Regions from separate parts of the Sus scrofa genome. Here region 1 is linked to region 2. Evidence: chromatin contacts called from public HiChIP or PLAC-seq data. All regions are on one chromosome and are shown on one strand. Each heading gives the region's core, a stretch centred on a gene start, on an enhancer-like site or on the middle of the called end of the contact. The rest is flanking DNA. Distances are from core to core; before and after follow the strand shown. Region 1 overlaps ITGA9 (integrin alpha-9). Region 2 overlaps ITGA9 (integrin alpha-9).

The links. HiChIP or PLAC-seq counts read pairs in DNA pulled down with a chosen protein or histone mark.
Region 1: a contact with region 2 is called in an H3K27ac HiChIP or PLAC-seq map of skeletal muscle. The contact joins two enhancer-like sites. A contact is called at or near these places in 2 of 47 Hi-C or Micro-C datasets (epiblast stem cells and skeletal muscle) and 1 of 2 datasets of contacts at active chromatin or transcription factors (skeletal muscle).

What each region holds. Positions count from the first base shown.
Region 1 is chr13:22,391,407-22,397,013 of Sscrofa11.1, reverse strand. It overlaps ITGA9 (integrin alpha-9), which reads right to left. Exons shown (of 28, transcript XM_021071658.1): 15 at 1-24. Among named protein-coding and RNA genes, the nearest start is that of ITGA9, 96 kb to the right of the region's middle. Within about 2 kb of position 4,238, at least 14 of the 83 cell types and tissues checked have an H3K27ac peak or open chromatin away from gene starts, as enhancers often do. A contact at or near this core is called in skeletal muscle, where this site is marked.
Region 2 is chr13:22,310,155-22,315,502 of Sscrofa11.1, reverse strand. The region is part of intron 1 of ITGA9 (integrin alpha-9); the gene reads right to left. Among named protein-coding and RNA genes, the nearest start is that of ITGA9, 14 kb to the right of the region's middle. Within about 2 kb of position 3,197, at least 7 of the 83 cell types and tissues checked have an H3K27ac peak or open chromatin away from gene starts, as enhancers often do. A contact at or near this core is called in skeletal muscle, where this site is marked.

The sequences.
Region 1 (5,607 bases), core at 2,989-5,488, 80 kb before region 2:
CAGCCGTCAGAACATAATTCAGACCTGCCAATGAATAAGGTCAAAAAGTCAGCAAAGATAGAAACACTGTGACAAGGCCCCTTCCAGTGCCCCTCAGAGGTTCAGAATCCCCCTTCATATGGTACCCAGCCCTCCACTGCACAGAGGACTAACAGCAAGCAGATGGCCCAGCCTACCTGGGGATGCTCTGGGCATCACACTTCATGGCCTGATTTAACCCTCATGAGTTATCGACTGAACCACCAATATACACCCAATACGTAGGTGCACCCAATATAATCAGTGTCCTGAGAGGCAGGCACCGTGGCAAACCTATAGATCACCAGGAGCTGCTGAAACTACCAAGGCTGCATGGAACACTGACTCTTATAAAGAAATGGAACATATGCCCAACCCAAGGGAGAAATCACCCAATAATTCAGAGTCATCACACAGATGCTGTGGTGCTCTATCATCACTACATCTGCTAGACCGCGGCCATCCATGGACTACTGTGCATGACTGTGGGGCGGGCACTGTGGAGGTGCAGGGGACACAACAAAGAACAACACAGGCAAGCCCCCTGCCCTCGTGGAGCTCACACTCCAAACACAGAGGAAGGCTAGGAGTGGCTTCATTCCCAGGCAGCCATGTGCTGACCACACAGTTCTATGGTGCCTATTGGTTCAACAAAAACCATGACCACCATGGGGTCTGTACTGGGGTGCACCCTTAAAAAGAAAAACTCATCACCTGTACTTGAAGGCGTAAGGCCAGCAGGCAGAACCTGTTGTGACACAATGTGGGACTTCAAAAAGAATGGTCACAGTAGAGAACACACATTGGATGAACCCAAAGGGTTTCACCACCGTCATTTCAGAGTCTGTCAGTAAGTATCTGACAATGTGTTTTATTAGGTAAATATGGCCTTAGTCTTTTTTTTTTTTCTTTCTTTCTTTCTTTCTCTTTTTGGCTGCCCTGCACCATATGGATTTCCTGGGCCAGGGATCAGATCCAAGCCTGGGTTGCGACCTATGCCACAGCTGTGGCACTGCAGGATCATTTAACCCACTGTGCCGGGCCAGGAATTGAGAGAGGCTGCCAATCCCGTTGTGCCACAGTGGAAACTCAGAGCCAGGTGGCAACACCAGATCCAGACTGGGGATCCAACCTGCATCCTGGTGCTGCAAAGATGCCTCCCATCCCATTCGGCACAGGGGGAACGTCCTGGTTTTAGTCTTATTAGACTCCTCTTACTGCTGTTTTCGTACCACAGAACCATTTTAGAGATCGGCTCCTCTGTAACACTTTTTATAGGTAACACTTTATTTTTGAGCTGCTCTGTGGATTCGGGGGAATGTGGCATTCTTCAAGTGAGAGAAAGGGAGCTTCTGTCCCTAAAACGCCCAGATGAGACTGTTGAGCAGTGGAAAAATGGATGACCCTTCCCTGCCCTGGCTCCACACAACAGCCTCTTAGAAGCCAGCCTCTTGCACCCAAAAAATGCAGCTTTGCACCTGCCATGAAGCTGAGGCAGCAGGGATGACTCTGGCTTTTAATAACATCAAAGGGATTAGCCACGAGGGGAGGCGTAAACTGGGAAAAGTGACCTGGATAGGCATTGTGCAGCTGCCACAGGCATATTTTTGACGCATTTAATGGTTTTCCTGGGCCTCGGCCATCTCCAGCATCTTGCCTTGCCAAACTGGCAGATTCCTGGTCAGCAAGGGCGAGCCTGCCCTGGCTTGTTTACTTCAACGAACAGCTGATTTCCAAGGCCAGGCTGGGTCACCAGCAGATACCTGAGACCTAGCTAATCCCAGGCGATATTACTGAGAAGAAAAGAATGCACATGGGATAGTAACTTGACAGAAAAAACACAAGAGTCTGTACAAGATTTAACACACCTATTCTGATGGCAACAGTGCAGGAAATGGGGTAGAATGTCAAAGCTTTAGGACAAGCTCAGGGACCATCTCGTTCAAGACTCTAACTTTTCCAGTAAGGAACTGAGGCCCCAAGAGGGAACAAGACCTGCTCCAGGCCAGAGAGCCATCACTGCAGAGCTGAATCTGGAATTCTCCTCATCTCTTGGGCCAATCTACCATGCTGGCTCTTTGGTGCATTTTTTTACATTATCTGACCCCCCAAACTCGCATTTTTTGAACGCACAGACAGCAGGACCTAACAAATAAAGAGATTTAGAACAGAACTTTGGCCAATTTACTTCCTCCTGATCACAATTTCCCTAGGTGACCACCGAACAGTAAGAAAGAAAAAGTAGAAATGAAGTGCCTTTCCAAGTTCCATTTAGCAAGGTCAGAGCTGGAGAGAGGTATTGCTGGAAGATGAGCCGGAATGCATCGGAGGGGGTAAATCAACGTGGTGGCTGTGGCAGCGGCTGAGCTGGGACCTGTCTGCAGCCCCCCTCCCGGCCATCCTCCTGCGTGCCCTCCCCTGAGTGGCCATGAAGAGTAACCATGGAGAGAAGAGCGGGTCTGAACCACCTCATCAGAGAAAGCCTGGGTGGAAATGAACACAGGAAGAGTGCACAGATAGCATCAGTGCCCCACCCACATCCTCTTGGCTTCTACCGTTTCTCTGCTGTCCAGCCCAACTTTTAACTGCCAGCACCAGCATCCCCTTTTCTGGGGCTTTGATGGCTCAGCCCATGTGCACGGCAGGCCAGGAGCACCCAGAACTAGAGTCCCTGGGACAGCCCTCAGTAACGCATGACTCCAGCTCCCCAGTCCTTTGAGTGGGGTAACCATGCAGTGTGTTCCACACTGGCTCCCAGGCGTCCCCAGCAGGATTCAGCTCCAGCCACCTGTTACAGTGGTAACTTGTTCAATGACACACCCTCTAACTGGCTGCTGTAATGGTGTCTTTCATGAGTAAACCTGAACTAACCTATCACGGTAGCCTGATATTTGGTCAAACACCCATCAGGATGTCACAGTGGAAGTGTTTTTAAGATGAGATTGACCTTTAAATCAGTAGACTCTGAATAAAGCGGTTACCATCCACAATGTGGGTGGGCCTCACCTAATCAGTAGAAGGCCTTAAGAGGAAAAAGACAAAGGTCTTTGCAAAAAGAAGGAAGCCGCTTTCAGACTGCCTCTGAGCTACAATATCCATACACACATATCCTATTCATTCTGTTTCTCTGGTGAACTCTGATTAATGTGGCTGCCTTCCCTTCCTGTCTCATTGTCCTTCTTTCCTACTGGTACTTCCTGGCATCACCTCCTGACTCAATGACATGCCCTCAAATCCTTGTGCAGGCTCTGCTTCTGCAAGATGGTGAATTAAAATGGGCCGAGTCTGGAAAAGGGAATAAGTTCAACCTTCCCTGAGGGCCAAGCCCTGTGGGGTACTTCAGAAACATTAAGCTCTCCAAAGCCTCATATCACTGCAGAATCACTGGCCCCATATTTCCCTCTTGCAATTCAAGGGAGGGGAGAAACAGCTCAGAGTTACTAACACTGAGCTGATGATCACAACTGCTGCTCTGCTCTGGGTGGTGTTTGCATATGTCAACAGGCTCACCTATCAGAAATTACTAAAACGCAAAAAGCATCCAATCACAGAGAGACCAAATTATCCAATGTGCTAAATGCAATCAAGTTGGAATTAATTCCTCTTTAGAACTGCCTACTCAGTGCTTCTCCTTGATTGAAAATCTATTTTTGAGGAGCTCCCTCGTGACCTAGCAGTTAAGGATGCAGCGTTGTCACTGCTGTGGTATGGGGTCAATCCCTGGCCTGAAAACTTCCTCATGCCCTGGGTGAGGCTAATAAATAAAAAAATAAAATCTATTTGGGCCTTTTAAATTACACAAAAAGAAGTTAGCTCCTTATCAAATTCTTTCTTCTCACACAAAACCAAGAGATGTATGACGGGAAACCCAGCCTAAGCAAGGAGGATCTCAAACCTGCCAGAGTGGTAAGAAGTGCAGCCCATCCAAAATCCCTGAGCTCAACTGGTACTTTTAAACAGCCCCCACGCCAAGTGTGTCTGAAGGGAGCCTCTGCCCCCACCAAGTGAAGGAGACGCCAGAGAATCAGCCCACCCGGTGGGAGGATGGGTGCGTCAGGCCGCCTGAGTTGCCAGTGAAACCGCCCCCAACACAGCCAGCCCAGCCAGCCCGGCTCGGGGAGGTGCTGGTTCTGATTAAGGCTTGCTCCAACCACACACTTCCCATCCTCAGCTCTCCTTCTGGCAGCCTGTGTCCGTGCCATGTCGAATGATGTCATCTTGATGGAAAAGCTGATGGGCTCCGAGTCATGCTTCAAGCCGTCTCCTTTCCCTGGCCCCCAAGGCCCCCCACACCGTCCAGGCCAGCAGGCAGCCAGCTGTCTCGCATCAGTGTGGCTCTGGTCGCTCCCAGAAAGTTTTGATTCATTCCCATTCGACCTCAGAACACTATTTCAGCTGTGAAATTCTACTAATAAATCCTCCTTCCAGACTTACTCTGAGCTTCCCTTAGGGTTTCCCAGGAGAGGAGGGGAAACGGCTATTTCTACTCTCCTAGCTTTCCTAACTTTTTTCACCCCCTCCCCAAGGAACGAGGTGGTAATTAGAGCAGCACCCCACCCCTTTCCTTATAGAACATGGATCTGCCTTATTATCCCATCTCCAGCTTCTTGAGAGCCCAGGAGGAGCTCAGAGAATGTTTTGGAGTGCAAATGCTCTCTGGATTAGAAACGCACCCCTAAGGCCAGAGGAAGGGTCTGGGGAAAAGATGCCCGGTGTCAACCCTGTTTCTGCCACTGGCTTGCATGATCTTGGTGCCATTTCTCAGCACCTGGGCTCTGCTGCTTGTCCAAGGGCAGGGAAGGCCCCGCTCCCCCTCCTCTCTCTCCCTCCCTGCCCCCACTACCCCTGCCCACTCACAGTTTCACCAGGGTGTGTGACAGCCATGGAAACACAGGGGCGCCCGGTGAGAGCACAGAACAACCACTGAAGGCTGAGCCCTGCCTGGTTTCCATTTAGCACCCTGGGGAGGGGCCAGAATTACCAGCTAAGATTCTCAGCCTCCAAGGACTGACAAGCACATTTAGGCTTCAGCCTGGCCAGCAAGGAGGTACAGGCCCAGCCAGGTAAGGGACAGAGCCTTCTCAGACACAGCATTCATCTGCCTTGCTTATGGTAGCCAGGAAGCTCCCAGGAGCCCCATGCTGCTCCCCAGGCCAAGAATGAAGATTACTAAGACTTGAGATGAGCCGAACGCTTGTTTTAAATGGCTTGATGAAATACGTTGTAAATCTGTCCTGAGGGCTGTTGGAGTTGGGCATGGTGTTAACATCCCAGGACTGAGCACAGGGCCGGCCACACAAGCTCCAAGAGGGCAAGGACCCTGCCTGGCCCATTCCACACTCTGGGCTCAGTGCTGGGCACAGAGCCTGGCACTTTTCAGAACTTCATAACTATTTTATTGACTGAATGAGCCAACAGGAGTTTCAGGGATTCCATGTGACTGGCTTAGGAAATTATCACGCTGCTCAGGAAGGCTGGGGCTGGGACCCTGCAAACTTCATTTCTGCTTTGCCGGCGGCTCTCTTGGAAGCACTGCCAAGTGGGAGATGGAGGGCTTTTGAGGGAGGCTGCAAGGCTGGAGGAGGGGAA
Region 2 (5,348 bases), core at 1,948-4,447:
AAACTGTGGTGTAGAAAGAGAATTCTCCACAGCAGTGAAAATCAATGAACATTCACCTGCAACCTTGAGGCTGAGTCTCACAAAGCAAGAGCCATCAGGGACACTCATTGGCTGAAAGTGAAGCAGGTAAAATTTAACTGGGTTAGAGGTCCACAGTTACCTCTGGGGAGGAGGAAGGAATCTGTAACCAGTGAGAAGGACTTCTGGAGGGAGGTGCTTAAAATGTTCTATTTTCCAACCTGAGTAGTGTTTACACAAATTTGTGAAAATTTCATTCCCTTTACATATATATATGACTTTTCTGGAAGTGTAAAAATTTTTTAAAGCTTTAATGAATAAATTTTACTTATTTTTAATTAACGATTTTTTTCCTATTATAGTTGGTTTACAATGTTCGATCAATTTTCTACTGTACAGCAAAGTGACCCAGTCTCTCTCTCTCTCACACACACACACACATATATATATACACATTCTTTTTCTCACATTATCCTCCATCATGTTCCATAATGAATACATTTTAGAAAAGAAATTTTAAAATGTCACTTCTCTTGTGTGCTCCTCCCCACCATTTAGGGGTAAGAGGAAAGAGGTAGCAGCCATGTGGAAATTAAAAACTGCCTGCTGTATCCCAATGCAAATGGGAGACAGAATAGTTTGTCTACCAGCAGGGTAAGAACTTGGCTCTGCACCGTCACCTTGAACGGAAAAGCTGCCCCTGGGATGAGCCGTCCCCAGCAGGGCCCTGCTCTGCTGGCAGAAAGGAGCAAACACGTCAAAAAGACAGAGAGACACATTTGGTACAGAACATGCGGCGTGGCACAAGTTCCCCTCCAGATGTTACAAAAACATTTCTGCCCTACAGTTGGATGCACTGTTCTGGAAAGTAGGCAACAGCAAAAGAATACTAACCCCCCTAGTCAAGTGAGCTTGGTAATGAGCTACAAGGACCGGCATAGTGAAACATTAAATAAAATCCACACTGTGGGAGTACCCTTCATTGCTCAGCAGTTAACGAACCCAACGAGGATCCACAAGGATGCGGGTTCGATCCCTGGCCCTGCTCAGAGGGTTAAGGATCCTGCATTGTTGTGGCTGTGGTATAGGCTGGCAGCTATAGCTCTGATTCAACCGCTAGCTTGGAAACTTCCATATGCCATGCATGGGTGCAGCCCTAAGGAGCAAAAAAAGTAAAAATAAAAAATAAATCCACACTGATGTTTAAAGGGCAGACAATGCCAAGCCACTATTCAAGGGAACCTGAGCTTCCCTGTATCTCCAGCATCCTGGACAGGAGATGTTATTCACATCCCCATGGTACTGGGCATGTTATAAAAGAAAACATCTCCCACTTGCCTCGGAATGGAAAGCATTGTGTGTCACACATCTCTAGAAAAGGTGTCTAGCAAAGGTTAGAAGGACCCTAAACACCTGGGGCTGAAGAAAGCTGACGAAGGCTTCCCTCACTTTGTCCTGAAAGCACCTGAGATCTCAAATATTCACCCTGACCCTGGCCTTAGAATGATGCTGCTCCCCACCAACACTCTGGCTGAGCAAAAGGGTGGAGGTCTCCAGATCAGAGAGCAGAGGTCCAAAACTCTCAGACTGGCCTTCAGCAAAGGCTGGCAGAACCCCCAGGAGACACCCCCTGCTCTGGCTCAGAGACATGGTGTCAGGTTCACAAGAAGGCATGTGGATCCCATCTTCATTCCCACGGCCCCAGAGCCCACCCTCCAATCCCCAGAAGAGAAAGGGGCTCCTGGCTGGAGCTTTTCATTCTAGGTCAGTCTTAGAGTCAGTATTGGATTCTGTGAGGAGTCAAATCACACCATGCTACTAGGCTCTGACAGGAGCAGGCCCCCAAAAGGGAGGGCACCCCCCAAGTTGCTCACTGCCCCTTAGTAACACCTAGGGATCTGGCCCCCCCCAGGTGTGCCCCAGGCAGCTCCAGCCTCCCCACAATGGACCACGGCTGCAGACACCTCAAGGAGAAGCAGGGCTGGAACCCACTGCCTTTAGAAATCTTAGCAAGCACTTTCCCAAGCAGCCCACACTGCCTCCATCACCCACACGAGGGCAGTTTGGCAGCTTTCACGCAAATGCAGGATGACACACCAAATGAAACTCCAGTAAGAAGAAAGCCACATGAAAGGATTGATTTCCCCCCCTCACTTCTGGGGCTGAGCCCAGGGTGGCTCTCCCCAGCGCCACTTGTTTGCACAGGTGAGAAGAATTAGCAGTCTGACATCCCTCCAGGGCTGAAACCCCCACCGCCTTCCACAAGGCAGGCTGGAGGAGCTGGGGAACATAAAATGCCTCCTCCGCCTGTGGGACGGGGCTGGGTCCAGCAATTCCCACCAACTCCAAATTTATATCAGCACCACGAATAAATGCCACTTGTAATTCATACCATAAAAAAAAAAAAAAATCACAAGCACCAGACAAGGGGGAGAATTCATCACATATAAAGAAAGGGAAGTGGCTGCAAGACACAATGGCCTGCCTCTCTAGCCTGTCCCCCAAATTGGCACTGGAAACCTTTGCCTTTCACAGAGTGCCACTGCTCCAGACTCCTCGGTACAGACACACAGGCAGTCAAGCAGGCAGGACCCTGGAGAGCTTAAATGCCAGTGATACGTCTCCCAGCCGAGAGCTGAGACAGAGAAAGACAGGAATTTATTTTAAAATCACACGTGGAGAAAGAGGAGATCCCTGGTGGCTCAGCAGGTTAGGGTTCTGGCCTCTAACCTGTGGCACAGGTTTGTGGCACAGGTTTGATCCTCGCCCCAGGAACTTCCAAATACCTAGAGCGTAGCCAAAAAAAAATTTTTTTTAAAGATTTGAAGTGGAGAAGGGACCTGCTGAATTATGTTGTCCTTCCAAGTCTGAGGGATTCAAGGGTTCTAATAACAATGGCTGATCAAGCACAGAGAACAACTGTCCGGTTCAAACTCTTCATCCGCTGCTCAGAGGAGAAGGGTTTTCCCCCCAACCCCGTGTAATTGGAAATGAAGCAAGAGAAAAGGGGGTGCATGCACACACATGTGCATGACACTCACAGGGTGGCATGTTGGAGGACGAGCTTGCATCTCTGTTTACAGAACATCGTGGCTTCCTCCGCAGCCTGGCGCTGCTCTTTACCTAGGCTGCTGGCCAGCAAGACTGCTCCACAGGCCAGCTGATGAGCTCGCCTCTTCTGAAGTTAATTCAGCTGGCTTTTCACCAGGTTGATCCCCAGAGACAGGGAAATGGCCCAGAGTCCAGGGTATGCCGTGGAAAAGATACCGCCTGCTCTTTCTCTTGTTCTGAGTTATAGAGACACGTCCCAGCCACTTCAAACATCCCCCAACATTTTTCCTGGCACTCTTGACAAGACAACGAGATGTTTCTTTCCTCTGCACCGTTACCATCAAAAGGAGCTGAGCAGCCCCAATGATAAATCACCAGGCTGATGCTGACCTTTGCTGGCTACTACTTCACGTGTGGTCCATCAGAGCAGCAGCATGGAAAACACGTGGGAGCTTGATGGGACCGCAGAATCTCAGGCCTGCTAAATCAGAACGTGCATTTTAACAAGCTCTCCAGGTGACTTATAATCTAAGAAGTGTTCTAGAACCACCTACACCAATTACAAATGACCATGTTCATCTGCAGCCAGCACAGAGAGATGGCCCTGAGAAGCGAGGCTCTCCTCCTGTCCCATCCCCAGTTGATGATGTGCAAACTTTTAGGACATTTTAGGGTCTCCTCCTTAACTCAGAACTCTGGTTACAAGTTACAAGGACAACCAGCCCAGAGGGAGCACTTGGGGCGTACAGGTGCTGGGCTAGGCTCCCTCTGTGCAGAACTGTGTTTAATCATCAGGGCAAGCCTAGGTGACACCAATATTATCCCCACTTTACAGATGAAGAAGTAGGTGGTCAGAGCCCCCAAAAGCATGGTAAAGACGCCAAGCGCAGCCCGCAACCAGACAGTCAGGTGCAGAGCCCACTCTCCTGTCAGCCAGAAAGGTGGAAGCATCCTCTCTGTTGCCAGCAGCTCACACGTAACTTTGGAAAAGGCAAGTGAGTCTCTGCAGGTGGCCCGAGATTAAAACCTAGAAGTTTCATCCCCAAAAGACAGACAAGAGGGTTGGAACTTAAAGGCAGTCCTTCTCTTCCCCATCAGGCTGAATTTCGATTGCCTTCTTGCTTTCCTAAAATGTTCCCATTGCAGCATGGAGCTGCCTGCCCAGGGGTTAGTCTCTCTTACTGAGCAGTTCAGACACCTATTTGGGAAAGTGGGCCCATCTGTTTGTCTGCCAGTCCAGGTATGCTCAGGAGATGAATGATTTCCTGCTTGAGGCAATCCTATCGGCAGCTGCTAGTGTGCATTTTAATCAAAGATGGGGAGTGACAAGGCTGATAAGTAGCAGAGCTGGGATTTGAACCCAGGGCATTCGTGTTCAAGGGCATGCCGTTTCCTGTAACTGCCGCCCCCCCCACACACACACAACTTCCTCCTACAGTGGCAATTTAAATGCTCTTCATTTTTTTCCAACACAGCCACTTCCTTGGTTGACCTTTGTATGGAAGCTGGTCACTGAGGCTCCAATCTGGGCTCCCAACCTGCTCTGAACCCATCCCGCACCTCCTGAGAGCAACCCTGGGTCACTTCCCAAGAGAGCAGGTGGCAGAAAAGGTTTGGACCACAGCTACCTCCCTGGGGAAGGCCAACATCACCCCCAGAGGCTCCCTCCTTCCCCACAAATACCACAGCAGTGATTCCACAGGGCGAAATTACAGTCAGATCCAAGACAGCAACTGGAGATTAGAAACCTTAAACCCATTGGGTTTGCCTTCATGCATTTGATCCCCAAACCAAAACTTCCTCAGGGACCCACACTTTGGTCACAGGAGTGGAATTCAATCACTGCGTGTCCACCACACCTCAGGAAAACCCCAGGAATCCCTCCACATCCCTTACTGGGCAAAACGCAGCCGAGACCTGCACAGACGGCAAGTCAGTGCCAGGAAAGCCACCTGATCACACCAAGTCCTTCACTCCGAGAGAAGGAAACAGGTGGTATTCCATGCCCAACTGGGAAAGAACAGAGGCACAGGCAGGGTCCCACCCTGGAGAGGAATTAGCCCCCCTGGCCATTCTAGAAGGGAGTAAAAGGGTCCTTAGAAACTGCTGCTCTGGCTCAGGGCTCAGGTCCCAGTAGATGCAGCTGGAGAAGGAAGCACAGCAAAGAGTCGAGGTTTTCCTTCCCCATCTGAGAGCACCAAGTAAACATTAAAATCCAAGAGGCAGGAGTTCCCATCATGGTGCAGCAGAAATGAATCCAACTAGGAAACGTGAGGTTG